Linked DNA regions of Gossypium arboreum: region 2 is linked to region 1. The links are chromatin contacts, called in public Hi-C maps. All regions are on one chromosome and are shown on one strand. Each heading gives the region's core, a stretch centred on a gene start, on an enhancer-like site or on the middle of the called end of the contact. The rest is flanking DNA. Distances are from core to core; before and after follow the strand shown. Region 1 holds the start of LOC108476732 (pentatricopeptide repeat-containing protein At3g49740). Region 2 holds the start of LOC108476854 (AP2-like ethylene-responsive transcription factor ANT).

Region 1 (4,370 bases), core at 587-3,086:
AGGTTTGATATCAACAGTTTGGTTAATTGCTCTAAGCCCTGAGCTGGGAACCCATTTAGAAAGAACCCCGATATAATAGTATTCCAGGAGATCAAGTTCTTGGGAGACATTTGAAATAATTGATAGGCTTGATTCATCTCCCCATGCTTAGAGTATGAAGAAACCAATGCGTTGGAAACCTGGACTCTTGAAATGAGTCCATTTTTAAACACAAGGGCATGAATCATCTTACCCATTTCAATGAATTCTGAGCATGACAATAAACTTCCGAAAGTAAACTCATCCGGTTCAATCCCTGACCTTCGCATTTCCATGTAGATAACAAACGCTGAGCTACTAGAGCTTCTTTGGGCATAAGTTGATACCAGAGTATTCCATGACACAATATCCTTCTGCTCCAATCTCTCAAAAACTAATCGAGCAGCATTTAAGTCCCCACAAGTAGAATACATAGTTATTGCCGCATTGCTCACAGAGGTAGACTGTTCAAAACCCAACTTCACAGCTTGTGCATATACTTGAACCCCAACACTTCGACATGAACACCAACTCATTAAACTGACAAAAGTCAGTTCAGAGGGACCCAAACAAGCCTCTAACATCTCCCTAAACATTAACAACGCCTGTTCAACTCTTCCTACATTCAGTAAACCATCTATCATCACATTAAAAGTAATCCCATCGTACACAGAGCACTCTACTTCTTCGAAAACCCGGCACGCATTTTCAACATCTTCACAATTAAAATACATAGTAATTGCAGCATTAACCACAGAAGCTCGAAACAAAAACCCAGTTTTAACTACCAAAGCTTGAACTTGCCTCCCAAAACCCAAATTTTCAATATAACAGGTGCTCAATACACTTGCAAAGCTATAATTATCATGCTTCAAACCCAAAAAATGCATTTGCTTAAACAAGTCAAACCCATGGCCTTGATACCCATTTTCCATACACCCGGTAACCATCACATTCCATATTGCCACTTCTTTCTTAGGCATCTTATCAAACACCTCGCAAGCATAAGAAATTCCTCCCAATTTCGAACACGAAGACAACATGGTAGTCCAAGAATAAACATCCGGGTGATCAATTTCATTAAAAACCCTTTCAACGGAAGCTAAATGATGGGTCTTGGAATAGAGGAAAAGGAGAGTGTTGGAGACATGAGAGTAGGGTTTGAAGCCGGATTTGATGGCGTAAGCGTGAAGTTTAGTTCCGAATTCGAGGCTAGGAAGATTGGCACAGGCTTTGAGGGCGGCGGAGAGAGTGTACTGGTCGGGCTTAACATTGTGGTGTAGACAGTGAATTTCGTCGAATAGACAGAGGGCATCCTGGTAGCGAGGGGAGCGAGTTAGACTTGCTAGGCGAGAGTTGAGTTGGATCAAGTGTTGTTGGTTAAGAGAAGCTTCAGTTATGGTAGTTAAGACAGGTTTGAGTTGTTGGGTAGAAAGGGCATGGGAGATTGTGGTGCAAGGAAGAGAGCGGGTGGTAGTAGGAAAGAGGTGAAGAAAAGAATGCATGGGGTAGGGGGTGGAGATGATGGAAGAAATTCAGCGATAAAGTTAAAAGGCATTAGAGCGAGAAGCTAAGCGGTTGGATTTGGGCTGCAGTCGACAAAAGAGGAGGAGCCTGAGCCTATGCCTATAGCAGTGATTAAAAACCTGAGGATACGTGGAGATTGACATAACGCAGTCAAGTTTGTCTCTGCGATCCATGGGAGGGATTCCCATAGGTTTTCAAAGACGGGTAGTGCTCTTGTGGAGATTATCTTTTAAACTAAGGGGAAGGGCTAGTTATTGCAGTTGAAAAATGTGTTTTTTTTAAAGTGTTCTCCATTCTCGTCAAAAAAATGGAAAGTAAAAAAAAAATAACTTAAAATAACTTAAATGTTATTTAAATAATTTAATATATTAACATATGAAATATAAAATTTAAATATCTTTAAATAACTAATGTGAATTATTTGTAAAATTTAATTTAAACATGTAAATCATATTAGAGAAAATTAAGATTTTTTATTAAATTACATGCTGATTGCTAAATACTAAGTTAAAATTTAAAATATAATTTAGTTGTAAAATAAATATTATATTAATTTTTTTACTGAAATGAAATAAATGAAAGTATTTTGATAATTTTATATTTAAAACTTAAAACTCTATAATCAAATGTGATTTTTCTTCAAAAAATGAATTTGAAACATAATGAATAACAAGGCTTTGAAACTTTGTACCCAATTGCAGTTGTTGTTTAAGAGAGCCTTTGAAAAGCATTAGATTAGTGCTTTTGAATAGCGCATGTGAAAAAGTGTTTATTAATTTTAAACATTTCCCATCATTGTCAAAAAATTTGTGGACGTTTGAAAATTTAAAAACAATTATTTTAAAGTAATTATTATAAATTATTTGTAAAATTAAGGTTTTTTTTATTTTTATAATATAAAAAATAATAATAATAAATCAAAATGGTATTCCATCACTATTTACGAAAATAGTATGGTAAGGGTAGTGGAGAGGTGGCATCACCCTTGATTGCAACAGTCAATCATTTGACTGTTAAATAAAAATTAAGGATGGAGTGTAGTGGATAGGCGACACCAGTATACCAAGGAGTGAGGGGCGTCTGACAGGCGACACCTAAGTGAAGGCTTCCTGACAAGTGGCACTAGTAGAGGTTTTGTCATAAGCGGCACTCTGTGGAGGGTTTGTCATAGGCGGCATCCATTCTTATTTAACCAGTGTTTTTTAACGATTATGACAAACCCTGGTTAAATAAGAATGACTTATCAGGTAAGGTTAGTAGATATTAATTTTATTTTTTTGGCAAATTTTTTTTGAAATTGCATATTGAGAAATTTAATTATTTTTACAGATTTAGTGATGGATAATAAATTTTTCGCATGCCTTTATTTCGATGGAGTAATTTCAACAACAAATGTTAGATGTAATTTGAATGTTGCCAACAAATAACAATGAGATTTAATAGAAATGTCTCGGTTAATGGTATAAAGAAAAGAATCAGTTTGTTAGACGTTGTGTGCCAAAAATACTCGAGAAATCGTATGTCCCAAAGTTTTGCTCGGGAGGGGTTGAGTACTAGTGTGGTAATAGGCTGAAGGTATCAAACATCATCAATGATCTCGAATCCGACTAATGTGAACTGGAACTGGGAATTTTCAACTGATATGCATAGCCTAACGAGTCCGAAAAATAATCATCGACCCCCAAGTCTAGATGATAAGAACTACCCCCAGAATGTAAATAAGACCGCTCAAGTTCAGGTGTTGGCTTTTGGTTCGTGCTCTTGTTTGAGTGTAGGAGGCGAATATGGTAGGCGATGCGAAAGGCGCCCTAGTCGTTGCATGTGTGGAGGAGCTAGTATCATTTGCCCACCAAATAAAAAAGGTTTCCCAAATGCCATGTACCAGCATTGGTACTCCTCTAAGGGTCGCAAATCAGATACATAATCCATCCGAGGTCTCCACCCCATCCGATCATTCCACAATACAATATATTCCTTGTGCTCTAGTGCCCAATTATTATTTTGTTTCCTCCTTTTTGTTAATTAAGTGTACAACCTTTAAACTCTGTGGAACATCAGGAAACGTTGGATACACTCAAACTGTCACAGTACTCGGTCTCCATTATAACATTCGACTGTTGAGAAATTTAGCATAGATGCGTTAATGCACCAAAAGTGTGAATGGATGTGAGCAGACGAAGGAATAATAGTTGCAATGTCTGGGAAGGATATGACATCCAAATAAACTGTACAATTAATAACATCATTATAGTAGCACAAGTCAAATTAAACAAATAAAGTAATTACATATAATTAATATTAGTAATTACCCCCTCCTTAATGTGTGTCTCAATCACCTAGCAGTAAATCGGAAATGTATATGACCTCTTGATACCTAGAGAAGAACTCCATTTATGAAAAAAAAAAGTGAACTTGTTAGAACAAATTTTCATAGATAAATCAAAATTTCATGCTCTAATGATTAAATTTTAGCACCTATTCACAAGTGGGAAGACATATATTTGGTAAGTAACTGATGCCAAGAATGGCATTCTATTAAGCGCCTAAAACTACAACAATACCAGATGCCCGTCTATGTTCACGACACTATGCTTTGTCATCTAACAAAGCTTGCGATACAATGTAACTAGTACTGTTAAGTCTCAACTATACGAACGGGCAACCTATAAATCAAATAATAAGGGCAAATACATCAAGTGGACTTTGTTGTTCTTTGAAACTAGCATAAGTACACCCATTATCATATCCATTATATGCTCGAGTTGCTCAAACAACCTCTCGTTCAGTGGTAGTACTCGATAAATACTCGAAATTCGTCCTTAACC
Region 2 (4,370 bases), core at 688-3,187, 310 kb after region 1:
ACAGCTTTTTTAGTTAAAATGTAAAAATTGATTAAAAACAAATTAGTTTTGGGGGAAAGCATATACGACAGACAGGATTAAAAGATAAAAGAAAAACACTTACCTTGTGACACCTCTATATTGAGAGGTTCTTTGACCAAAGGTATCAATGGATTTCCTATGGGCAATTTGCTTCTGATCTACCTTCTCAGGCCCTCTTTTCTTGGTTTCCAGGGCTGCAGCATAGTCAGTTCCGGAAGGTGAGATTTGCTGTGAACCAGTCACACAGCTTGATTGTGAACCAGGGCTCATTGACAAACTCAAAGACTGCAAATCTCCATATGCTATTGCACCAATAGAGCCGGATTCTGCTCCATTATCACCCATGCAACCAATCATCTTCTGATGCATTGCGTGTTCAGTGGAGTAGTTTCTTGAAACCCACTGCTTACCATCATCTGCCATCGTTGGGGCCTGAAGATTGCAATCTGTAACATGGGTTTCTTTAGCTTCCTCTCCTAGTATAATTTCTTGGTTCCTATATCCAGAGTAGTATTGGTACTGTTGAACCTGAAGTTGCTGTTGGTGGTGCGTCTGCCTTGAGGATTGTTGCAGGTGGTCTAAGCAATTCTGGTTGTTGTGTTCTTGATTTGGATTTTGATTGTAATACATACTGTCTAAACTTAGAGCCATAGTTTCTCTGTCACTGCTTTCATAGTGATGGGTCCCCATGGTTGCACCCCCAAAGAAATCCTCCAGTTTTGGAGTTGAAGTAGGAACCATTGCTTCACACCAAAAGCCAAAGAAAAAAAAAAACTAGAAGTTTAAGAAAAATACTAGTATATTCCCCAAAAGCACAAAAGAAAAAAGAATATTGAACCAAAATACCTTGTGGTTGTTGTGACCTGCCAAGAGCTTCCATTAGACAAAGAGACCCATCTGACTTAAGTGGCATGACAGGAAAGTGAGAATAGAAGCCACCATTTTCTCCTTCAACTCCATAATAAAGTCCATAATTAAGATGAGAAGGAGATTGGAAAAAGCTTGATGGAACTGCTGTAGTAACACCGGCAGCTGAAGCTGAAGCAGACTGCGTATAGTTGTGAGCTTCTTGATTGCTAACCTCCATTTTCATGTTTGGAGAGAGAGAAAAACCTAACCAGTTTGCATTGTTATTGTTATCATCATTGCTTATGGCCTTCATTTTCTTACTATGCGGCTGCTTTGGAACCCAGTAATGATTCTAAGCAAGTTGGGAACTTCCTCTCACTGCAGGGACAACTCAATCATTGGGAAACAAATAACTTAATCATAAAAAAAAAACGACCATTTCCTTGCTTCACTCTATTTTTTTTAAAGGAAATGAAAAAAAAAAACTAAGGATTTTTGTTTTGTAGCTGCAGAAGTAATTTGACCAAATCTAACAACTCAACTAAAACAAATCCAGAACTCCTGTGGCTGAATCTATTCTATATACATGAGACCCTCTCTCTCTCTCTCTCTCTCTCTCTCTCTCTCTCTCTCTCACTGGAAACATTTCTAAAGAGAGACAAAGCAAGATGCTTTCTTTTAAACTAAACAAAAAAGAAAGAAACGAGTTCCAGCAAGCTAATGCTGTGCATCGTTCCTGCATTCCATAGGGATCTGTATATGAGAAAGACCTCTTCTTTCTTTTGCTTTACCCTACGCTCTTTGTTGCATTTCCCCCTTTTTTATTCATTCCTCTCTTTTCCTTTTAAAGACCCCAAACCACATTAAAACTTAAAAAAAAAAAAAAGAAAATTAAATAAGAACTATATTCCTGAATGAAACATGGTGCCACCCAAAGACAAGATGCTAGTGGCTGTAGTTCTACTTATGACCCTGTTGGATACTCCCCCAAATTATCCATCAGTTATAAACAAACTCCACTTTTCGTTCTTGTCTTTTTAAACACTTGCCAGGATTGGGACGTAAGCCCTTAACAGTAATGCTGTTTTTCAAGTATCCAAAACAAAAGCTAACTAAATACGTATCTATATCTGTAGTATATTTTCCGCTTTTAATCAGATGCTTGTATTAAAATAATTTAGTAATAATCATTTTTGCTTTTTCTGTAAAAGATCTCACTAAATCAAAACTTACAAAGCTTTCCACTTGTGGAAAAAAACACTACTAACATTTTTCCTGGTGTGCCAAAATTTAACACTAGTGCGTCATTTGTTATTAGTGTAATAATATTGAGGAAAAGTTTGTTTAATATATATATTATAGTTAGACTTAAAATAAAAATTAATCAATTCAAATTTAAGTCTATAATTAGAAAAAAAGTACAAAGTCTTGTAAAAATAAGATCTCTTTATAATAAGTGAAAATTTTTTCTCTTTCCTAAAAATAAATAATAAGAGTGGTTAATATTACTAATTGAATTAACTTATTGCTTAACTCATATATCAAAACATGTATACAAAATAATTCTCTATTAGTCGTTTGATTAACATGTGGAAGTAGGTGGAGGTTTGTAAGGAGAAGCACTTGGGTAGAGATGAGGAAGAAGGATTTCTGGTAAGAAAGTTTGAAGTTGAAGGATAAGTAGTATGTACGTGAGAGTGTATAAGTTGTTTGCGTGGTCCTTCTATAGTGGGAGAAGACAAGCTTAGTTACGTGTCTTGAGGCTACTGACACGAAAGTTTAATTTGATACTTCTAGTAATGACGACAATGCTACGTCTTAGGATAAAACGTCTTATGACAACTGACAATCAATAACCTTGAACTTCACATGGGCCTCACATGGTCTTAGGGGAGACACTTAGTCTCAAGGTTCGCAAGTTATTTCAAGGTTTGTTGGTTCATACGTCAACTATGCATAGTTCACTGGAATGTTCTTTTGATTAGGAAACATGTGTTAGGTCTCGTTTGGGTACGTTATAAGGTCCATGAGGTTATTTATTTAAGGTACAACAATTCCCCCAAGGCGAGAGAAGGTTATACACTAACCTGTGCAAGCTTGTTGGGGAAGTTCATGGTGTAGTTGTAGATGGCAAAGGTTTAGATAGGTGATTGAAGTTCACGTCAAAGTACTATGTATTTAATTTTATACATGTTTTTGTTTTTGTTTTTATAAGTGGTTACTTTTTTAAATTTAAAATTTTGAATTTTGAATCATTGAATTTTTTTTTAATTTTATTTCATTTATGGCGGGTTAAAAAATTCATGTATATATATTTATGTGTTTAATGATAAGGCTACTAAAGCGTGTGGCATATTACGACACATTTATTGGGTTTTTAATGAAACCATCGCTGTCATTATTGTTTAGGTATACGTGTAAAGTTATGATTCATGCAACTTTTTGCGCCGGTGAGTGCGTGATAATTTAGTAAGTTTTGAAGTAGTTGAAGGTTTCTTTTTAACTTAAAAGGATAATTGTGTCTATTTTTTGTCATCATTTTTTGTCTAATTTTCTCGTCTTTCTAAGGATACTTGTAAAATTACCCGACTCACGATCTAGAATTGGTTGCGATTGTCTTCACTTTGACGACTTGGCGACATTACTTGTACAGTGAGAGATGTCACATTTATACTGATCATAAAAACCCAAAATATTTGATGACACAAAAATAATTGAACTTGAGGCAACGACAATGGCTCAAATTGTTGAAAGATTATAATCTAGTTGTTGATTATCATCTAGGGAAAGCTAATATGGTTGTAGATGCGTTAAGTCAAAAATCATTGTTTGTCTTGAGAACATTAAATGCTCACTTGACTTTGAATGCTAATGGTTTTGTTTTAGCATAATTAAAAGCTAAATCGTTGTTCCTTCAACTAATTCAAGAGTTGCAAAATGATGACCCAAAATTGTTAGCTAAAAGAGAACAAATTCTGAGTGACCAATCTACGAAATTCAAGGTTGATACTGATGGCATGTTGTACTTTCATAATAGATTGTGTGTTTCAATAATCTAGAGTTGAAACAAGATAATTTATCCAATATTACGTACTCTATTCATCCGAATAATACTAAAATGTTTGGTGATTTAAAACAAATGTATTGATGGTCGGGTATGAAACACGAAATTTTAGAATTTGTGGCTAAATGTTTGATTTTCCAATAGGTGAAAGTCTTGCATGAAGTTCTATCTGGGTTATTACAGCCTATTATGATTCTCGAGCGAAAATGGGAGTGCGTTAAGATGGATTTTGTTTCGGGACTACCTGTGACATCGAGAAAGAAAGATTCAATCCGGATTATTGTTGACAAATTGACGAAATCAACTCATTTTATTCCGATCAAAGCTGATTTTTTGCTTGAAGAGTTAACCAAGTTGTATGTATCCAAGATCGTTAGATTGTACGGGGTGCCAATAACTATTATCTTTTATCAATACTCGAGATTCGCCTTTAGAT

Evidence for each region. A called contact is a pair of places that touch in the nucleus more often than the background predicts.
Region 2: a contact with region 1 is called in a Hi-C map of leaf, with 2.7 times the contacts expected there. The contact joins the promoter of LOC108476854 here to the promoter of LOC108476732 in region 1. A contact is called at or near these places in 3 of 5 Hi-C or Micro-C datasets (all in leaf).

What each region holds. Positions count from the first base shown.
Region 1 is chr12:45,334,268-45,338,637 of ASM2569848v2, forward strand. LOC108476732 (pentatricopeptide repeat-containing protein At3g49740) reads right to left here and starts at 1,837. Exons shown (of 3, transcript XM_017779021.2): 1 at 1-1,837. The coding sequence starts at 1,523.
Region 2 is chr12:45,646,256-45,650,625 of ASM2569848v2, forward strand. It overlaps LOC108476854 (AP2-like ethylene-responsive transcription factor ANT), which reads right to left and starts at 1,938. Exons shown (of 9, transcript XM_017779216.2): 1 at 868-1,938; 2 at 104-764. The coding sequence starts at 1,183.